Regions from separate parts of the Mus musculus genome. Here region 2 is linked to region 1. The links are chromatin contacts, called in public HiChIP or PLAC-seq maps. All regions are on one chromosome and are shown on one strand. The core of a region is the stretch at or near the end of the contact, and the rest is flanking DNA. Distances in the headings are between cores, read along the strand shown. Region 1 has its middle 16 kb from the start of Gm23298. Region 2 holds the start of Slc10a1 (solute carrier family 10 (sodium/bile acid cotransporter family), member 1).

Region 1 (4,479 bases), core at 1,016-3,515:
GCAAATGTACCTGTATTTACAATGCGAGGAGCACTGAGCTCCTCTGAGGACCAGTGCTGGAGGCTGATGGAGTGATACGGGAGGAGAACCATACGGGAGGAGAACCGTCTTCTAATCTGGACCCTTTAAAATTGTTTTTTTTTTTTTTTTTTTTTAAATTACGGGTCTGGGTGTGGGTATGTGCACTTGAGTGCAGGTGCCCAAAGAGGCTAGAGACAGCAGACAGACATCCTGGAGCTGGAGTTATTGGCAGTTGTGAGCTACCTGGTGTGGGTGCAGGGAGCTGAACTTGGATCTCCTGATATATGTATCTATCTATCAGGCTCGAGATTCCTGGATGACTATATGAGGAGACAAAGACACACGGATGAAAGGGCCAAAAGGATTCCATCTCCAAGGCAAGAGGAAACAGCAGATACAGCTTGGCAGTGAACTAAGCATTCATTCTGAGGTCCGTGCAGAGGGCCAGAGCGTGAGGGGCTCAGGCTGTGACCAGGGCTCAGAAAAAGGCTCACTACATTCGTTCCTAGTAGATGACAAAAGCTTGTTTTCAGGTGACATAGAGGTGATTGGCTTTGTACAGGGAGGGTGTAAGGAATTCAGAGGGTCAGGGACAATCTGCTTGTGAGGGCGGAACAGGGGCAGAACCCACCTCCTCTGTCTCTCCCCATGGAACCCAGCATTTTACGAGGTCTGATGCAAGCTTACTACATATTTACATTCCTGGGATGGAGAGTCACGATATTCCTGGAAACACACACACACTTGGGTCCTCCTTGGGCCATCTCTGACGCACGGTAATTACCAGATATGTTATTACCAAGAGAATAGAGAGCACATGCTCTGCGCAAACTCTGTGGGGCGTGAAGACACCAGAAGGGAACGAGAGCCACACAGCCGGGGCTTGAGAACTGGGTGGTCAGCCCACTCAGTCCTTGAGGGGATGACGGTTTTACAGGCATGAACTAGATGAGGAGAACGCGGAGCAGGGTGTGCAGGCTGGATGATCGTGTGCTACTGGTGAGCTCTAGAGTCGATGAGTGCGTCATGACCACACAGAAGAATGTCTTCACTTAAAAAAAAAATTTAATGTGTATGAACACACTGTAGCTGTTTTCAGACACACCAGAAGAGGGCGCCAGATCACATTACAAATGGTTGTGAGCCTCCATGTGATTGCTGGGAATTGAACTCAGGACCCCTGGAAGAGCACTCAGTGCTCTGAACAGCTGAGCCATCTCTCCAGACTACGTGTTCACTTTTAAGAAGCGTGTAACAATATCTGGAGGGGGGCAGGAAGCTTTCTGTAAGTGTATAATTTCATTTATTTATTTATTTATTTATTTATTTATTTGCATGTTTGTTTTCTGAGACAGGGTTTCTCTGTGTGGCCCTGGCTGTCCTGGAACTCACTCTCTAGACCTGACCCCAGAACCCACATAGTGGAAGAAGAGAAATGACTTTTGTGAGATGTCTGACCTCCACACATGTGGGCACGTGCACAATAGTTTTTAAAAGAAATATTTTTTTTGTGGGAGAGTACAAGCTGCTCTTCCAAAGAACCCAGGTTCAATTCCCAGCACACATATGGCGGCTCACAATTACCTGTAACTCCAGTTCCAAGGACACCAGATGCCCTTTTCTGGCCTCTGTAGCGTAAGCAGGCTCGTGGTACACAGAGGTACATGAAAACAAGACACACACACACACATGCACACACACACACACACACACTAAATGTAAAAAGAATATGTTTTTAAAAAGATCCACAACTCTGGAGTAAATTCTCTGAGACTGAGAGGACAGAAGGACTAAGAATTCCCACCTGGATTTCGGCTTGTGACTCAGCCAAAGGATGCTGTCAAGGTGGCATTTGAAAATACTAAGTTCTGCCTAAACTCCCCTGGCAAAGCATTTCTGCATCCTCTGCATCCTCAGGCCTTGTGGCCCGCCGCCTCCTTGCACGGCAGGCAACCTTTCGCCAGCCTGGGAGGCCATAGGTCCCTGAACATAGGTCTCTCTTAAGAGCTGAGGCTGTACAGTTGTAAAGCGGGAGCCCGGGTTGACAGGGCAGTTTTGAAAGGAGAGAAACCACTTTCGGCTCCCCGACAGGACAAACACCCTTTTCTCTGAAAAGAGCTTACAGAAACGAGTATCCAATCACCAGCTTGGATTTAGGATCCCAGCAAGTCACACTGCACTGCACCAGAAACCAAACCTTTAGCCAGCCCAAGAGGTGGCGCTGGCACAGCCTTCTAGCGCCTTCTAGCGTCGGCGAAGGAGACGGCCTCCTCCAGGTCTGAGAGGACGAGATCTATCCTGAACTTTAGGCAGCTGTAGCCTGAGAATGGAAACGAGAGTTAGGAGTCCTAGATAAATAGTTTTCTAGAGCGGCCTTAGAACTCATCAGTACAGGGGACAATTTAATATTACAGGATTGTATTGTCTCGGTTCTGAAAGACAGATGCCCAAAATCAAGGTGTTGAAAAAGTTCCTGATGTGTCTTGAAGGCTCAAAAATCTGTTCTTCCTTCTTTTTAGATTCTGGTGATTCTTGGCCTTGCTGTTCTCATACCTGCTCCACTCCAGTTCCTCCCCGATCTTCTCACAGTGCGATGCTCTTCTTGTAAGGTCTCCAAGTGCCATACCAGGGTCCCCCTGAGCTGATACATTCTCACTGTGGCTTGCTAACATCTGCAGAGACCCTACTTCAAATTAAAGCCACATTCACAGGGACCAGGGTTGAGGAGGTATTCGAACATAGTCCATCTATCACAGATACAGTTGTTTCAACAGATATTCCTCCAACATCGGCTAAAGGCCAGGGCGGGGTGAGGGCTAGGCACACCGGACCACTTTGTACATTCTTGGTTCTCAAGTGTGCATCTTGTGACCTGTGTCTTCCTCTGCTACCCTTGTCTCTTCTGGGCCTGACAGGGTCCCAGGGACTGTGGGTATTTCATTGGCTGTGGATGAAAGGCAGCAGGGAGGGCAAGAGAGAGTAATGAAGGTTGTGAGGACAAAGAAAAGGCAGAGAACACAGGAAGGGGTGCGGAATAGTTGGGCAGAAGGGTAAACCAGGATGGGGATGAAGAGGAAGATGAAGGCCAGGCTGCATGGACCTTGGAGACTAAGTAAGTAGGAGACTACCACACAAGGCTTTATTGCATCCTCTAGGTGCCATAATTACCAGGGGTCAGGCAGAGAACTTTGAAACCAAGGTCTACATCCTAGATTAAAGTTATTAACATATCTAGAGCTTCCAGGTCACCTGGAGGCTCCCGGCAGGTGCACCTCTGGAGAAGGCCAGGGAGCTCCACTCGCTCCCAAATGCCTTCTTCTGTGTCCAGCAAACATGAATCCCTGCCAGTGCTTTGGTGCTCTGACTCACAACCATCTGTAAGTGCAGTTCCAGTGAATCCTGACGCCCTCTTCTGACCTCTGAGGGCACCAGGTGCACATGTGGTGCACAAGCATTCATACAGGCAAACACCGTGCACATAAAGTAAAATAGATAAATCTTTACAAAATAAAAAATACCCAGTCCCAGAACTGCTAACTTGCTGACAGCATTAGTCCAGAATAAAACCACATCTCTATACACTCCACCCAGACCCTTAGCACAACCAAGTTTATAATTGCCTTATAGCATCCTCTGGCTGAAGTGGCAATCCTCCTGGGGCAAAAAGTCCTTAGACACCCAACCTGCATGCCTGACTGTGGGCATCTATAGAGTGAAGGATGTTTCTTTTCGTCTCTAGATTTCTGAAAATTCTTAATGATGAACGGTATTTCAATTATCAAATGCTTTTTTTCTGCAATGGTTAAAATGTGTTTTCTTTAATATGTTAATGTAAAGCCCCGTTTTGTATTCCAATAGAGTTTCTTGCTGTGAAACCATCCCTTAGAGTCCTGCTAAATCTGCTTGGCTGTGATAACTCACACCTAGATGTGCATTCTAAAATACAGTGCTGTGTCTTAGTTATCCCTCTATGTTGGTAAGTGAAAATACCTGTGATTTTCTTGTTCCTGTCCTTGCTTGACCTCCAAGTAATAGCCTCAGAAAATGAAGTGAGGGAGGGGCTCCCATTTCTAGTTTTCTGAAGCAGTTATTTGCTCTGTAGCCCAGGCTGGCTTTGAACTTGAGATCCTCCTACCTTAGCTACTCTAGTGCTGGAATTATAGCTGTGTGCATCTGGGCCTGTTGACTTTTGATGAGAGACCTTTGATTATGAATCCAGTGTCTTTTTGTTTTGAGACAGTGTCTTTCTGTGTAGCCCTGGGTGTCCTGGAACATGATATGGAGATCAGGCTGGCCTTGAACTCAGAGAGAACCTCCTCCCTCTGCCTCCCTAGTGCTGGGATCAAAGGTGTGCTCCACTGAGCTTCTCTGAGTTCCATGTCTTAGCTGATTATCAACTTAGACTTCTTATTTTATTGAGATGATTTTGTCAATTAAAAAAATCTATTTTGGGGCTGG
Region 2 (3,948 bases), core at 659-3,158, 73 kb after region 1:
AGGACAACAGGGATTCAAAGTCTGTCTGGACATGATAATTATTCCCGCTCAGCCAGGTGGATCGGGGCATGGTTAATGTGTATGAGAACGATAAGTTTGCTTAGGAGGAAGAGACTGGGTCACACAGTTCCATCGGCTGCTTCCACAGATCCCCAGATTCCCCACCGTGCCCCCTTTCTGACTAATGTGACTACATAGTCCTGCACCAGAGCTGAGGTTTAACATCTTGGGACGTATAAGGTGCGACCAACCTTGCTTACAGGACAGCATGACTAATGCCTTGCCCCTCCTTCCAGTTGCCCTCCTGCTGTTTTGCCTCACCAGGAGAGGCTTCTAGGTAAGTTTTCTTTGTAAAGTTTAGGCACAGGCAAGGTATGCTCCCTTTGCGGTCCCTTCTCTACTTGACACTGAACAACTCCACTGAGAATCAGGCCTAGAGGAGACTGGCTTTGTGTCTGGAGTGAGTTCACCCATGCTGTGCACTGCCCGAGCAGGCTGAGAGGGGCCCCTCTCCTTGACATTCACTGCCACAGTCACAGCTGTGTGAAGGACAGATATTCCACCAAGCCCAAGGAGTCTGGCGCTTCACGAGTGCTACCTGATCAGGATGCTCTAGGCTCAGGCTGGTCTTTTTTTTTTTTTTTTTTGGTTTTTTGAGACAGGGTTTTACTGTATAGTCCTGACTGTCCTGGAACTCACTTTGTAGACCAGGCTGGCCTCAACTCAGAAATCCACCTGCCTCTGCCTCCCAAGTGCTGGGATTAAAGGCATGCACCACCACCACCTGGCTGCTCAGGCTGGTCTTAGCCTTCTCCCTTCTTGTTAGACTGAGTGGAGCCCAGCCTAACCTGGGCAATCGCTGGGGCCTCAATTCTACATAAAGTTTCTTTGGTTGGCAATCTCACCACATCTGACAACTCGGTAAAGGGTCTTAGCAGATACCTTGGATGCCCAGATACTGGAGAAGAGCCTTTGGAGTCTCTTCTCTGCAGGAAATTTAAGATGCTCGTTTGGTTCCAAGTCACCTTGGCCTTCCTGGAATGTTCTGGACCCATTATACCCTTGCTAGATTTTCAGCCTCAGAGCTGACACCCTGCCAGTCAGATGACTGTGGTTCTGAGGAACTCTTTCATCGAAATCTATTCTCCTTTACAGTGATCCTGTAGAGACTTCTGGGAGTTCAGGGGTGTCTAACATACCTCTGGACCAGCTTAATGTTTTTTTTTTCCCCCTGGGATTTAAACCAAAGAGATTCCAGAGGCTGCCCCAATTTAGCATAAACCTTTGACAATCAATGCCAAACTTAATCCAGCTCCTACGTCCCTCCCCGCTCCTGGCTCCAGCCTAGATCTTCTCTAGATCATGACATCTCGGCAGCACCCCATCCCACACCCTTTCCTCTTAACCCTCGGTCCTACCTGAGGTTCATGTCCCCCTTCATGGCCAGGGTGAAGAGGTTAGACAGGTTCCCCCCAGGAGAGCAGCCGCAGATGAGGATGGCCAGAGCCTCAATGCTGGTCAGATGAAAGACCTTGCCCAGAAGGAAAGCACTGAGGGGCATGATACCGTACTGGGCCACTATGGCGATGATCACCCCTTTGGGCTTCCAGAAGTGAGCCTTGATCTTGCTGAACTCCATGGTGCAGCCAAGCGAGAGCATGATGAGCAGCAACATAACTACCAGAATGACGCTGAGCGCAGTGTCTGTGGCCCGGTGGCCAAAGCCAGGCGGCAGGGAGAAATTGAAGGGGGCTGATACGTTGTGCGCCTCCATCCTCCGACCCAGTGAACACCACCTCACTCTCTGCTCCTGCCCTTCCTTGCCCAGTGCTGGCTGGATGTTTTCTTCAGTCCTCTTTCAGGACAGAGTTTCTGGACAAAATGTAGCTGTGGGCAAATAAAAGATTATGCAACCTGCAGAACCACGGTTGTGGTTATAAGACAGCCCATAACCTCATCTCCCCGGATCCCCTACTTTGCTTAAGTTTTCTGACCTCTGTGCCTGCCGAGTGGAGCTCGTACCCAGCACAGGGTTCATTCTTTACCCTGCTGAGCATGCTTCACTATAGCGTCTCTGAGACCCATCCAGGACCTGCAACAAAACATGTCCACCTTTCCCTTTAGTTCCTGCTTCTAGCTCAGTCTCGGAGACCTCAGGTTGTTTCCTGGGAAAAGGTGCCTTCCCTATCCTCAGTGAGTCACCATTTGTTCCCGAGAGAAAGAGACTGTTTCTGCCTTTGCCTTCCTCATCTAAGTGGCAAAGGCCAGAGGGCCATGGGACAGGATGGGGGGGCGATGTGGTGTTGCTGTCTTCAGGAGAGGCTGTGTCCATGACTGTCCTCCTCTGAGACCTTGCTTTGTGCCCATATCTAGACCATACGTGTCCTGTGGGGGTTGGGGTTGGTTGGGGGGTGGCACCATGAATCCCTGAAAGACTTACTTATCTCCAGAGGGGAAAAAACTTTCTGGGGTACGTTGGGCTCTTGGAAGCCTGGAGATTATCCAAAGCCCAGCTCACGAGAAACTCCAGCTGTGGAGAGTAACTAGCTGGTGCCTGAGGTATCCATAACTTGAGAGACTTCAGAGAAGGAAGTGAGGTTGTAGCAAGCTTGAGATGCACCAGGTAAAAAAAATAATTCCACTATTTTTTGGCCATATATAAAGCAAGCTCTATTAAATATTAAATACCAGCCAAGGGGTAGACTTTGGTCAGAACCAGTTCCTGAAATGTTTCAGCTAAGTGCCCTGAGACAGACATGTAGCGGGGGTTTCTAAAGACTAATCTATGCCAGGCGGTGGTGCCACACGCCTTTAATCCTAGCACTTGGGAGGAAGAGGCAGGCAGATTTCTGAGTTCGAGGCCAGCCTGGTCTACAGAGTGAGTTCCAGGATAGCCAGGGCTATACAGAGAAACCCTGTCTCGAAAAAAACAAAACAAAAAACCAAAAACAAACAAACAAACAAACAAACAAAGACTAATCTATAAACCACTTTCCCAAGAGGCATTGTTATTTTTCAAGAATGACAGCTTATAGCATTCTAGGAAGTTACCAGGTTTGTGGGCAGGTGGGGTGTGCAGGTTAATTTTAGGCATTGCAGATGAGTGGCCTTTTCTTACTGCACTCCCAATGGCTCTATTTTGCATGTTGGGCCTGTGGGTCTCATGATGGAAACCAGGTGGGAGGCATGCAACATCAGCAGCATTAGAGAGGCAGGTATGGCCATCCTGAGCTGAACTCCCCCGACTCACCTCAACTATGAGACTGAGCGGGTCTGTTAGGTGTAGTTTCCCCACCATGACCAAGGCAAAGAACACTTTTTTTAAAAAAAGATTTTCTTATTTATTTTATGTATATGAGTACACTATAGCTGTCTGCAGACACACCAGAAGAGGGCATCGGAACCCATTATAGATGGTTGTGAGCCACCGTGTGGTTGCTGGGAATTGACCTCCTCTGGAAGCGCAGTCAGTATGCTTAACCACTGAGCCATCTCTCCAGCCAGACTGAGGCAAATCTTTTTTTTAAAAAAAACGTTTATTTATTTATTTATTAATTTATTATAAATACACTGTAGCTGTCTTCAGACACTCTAGAAGAGGGAGCCAGATCTCATTATGGATGGTTGTGAGCCACCATGTCATTGCTGGGATTTGAACTCAGGACCTTCAGAAGAGCAGTCAGTGCTCTTAACCGCTGAGCCATCTCTCCAGCCCCCGAGGCAACTCTTATAAGGACAGTATTTAATTGGGGCTGGCTTACAGGTTCAGAGGGTCAGTCCATTATGGCAGCATCTAGGCAGGCATGGTGCAGAAGGAGCTGAGAGGTCTGTCTATCTCTTCATCTGAAGGCCACTAGGAGAAGACTGGCTTCCAGGCAGCTAGGATGAGGGTCTTAAAGCCCATGCCCACAATGACACACTTCCTCCAACAAGGCCACACCTCCTAAT

The links. HiChIP or PLAC-seq counts read pairs in DNA pulled down with a chosen protein or histone mark.
Region 2: an H3K27ac HiChIP or PLAC-seq map of embryonic stem cells shows a contact between it and region 1, with 5 read pairs. The contact joins the promoter of Slc10a1 here to the enhancer-like site in region 1. A contact is called at or near these places in 4 of 484 Hi-C or Micro-C datasets (embryonic stem cells, liver and undifferentiated spermatogonia), 1 of 115 datasets of contacts at active chromatin or transcription factors (embryonic stem cells) and 1 of 9 other capture datasets (adipose tissue).

Annotation. Positions count from the first base shown.
Region 1 is chr12:80,893,151-80,897,629 of GRCm38.p6, forward strand. No RefSeq gene overlaps it. Among named protein-coding and RNA genes, the nearest start is that of Gm23298, 16 kb to the right of the region's middle. Within about 2 kb of position 2,266, at least 32 of the 459 cell types and tissues checked have an H3K27ac peak or open chromatin away from gene starts, as enhancers often do.
Region 2 is chr12:80,966,171-80,970,118 of GRCm38.p6, forward strand. Slc10a1 (solute carrier family 10 (sodium/bile acid cotransporter family), member 1) reads right to left here and starts at 1,909. Exons shown (of 4, transcript NM_011387.2): 1 at 1,419-1,909. The coding sequence starts at 1,774.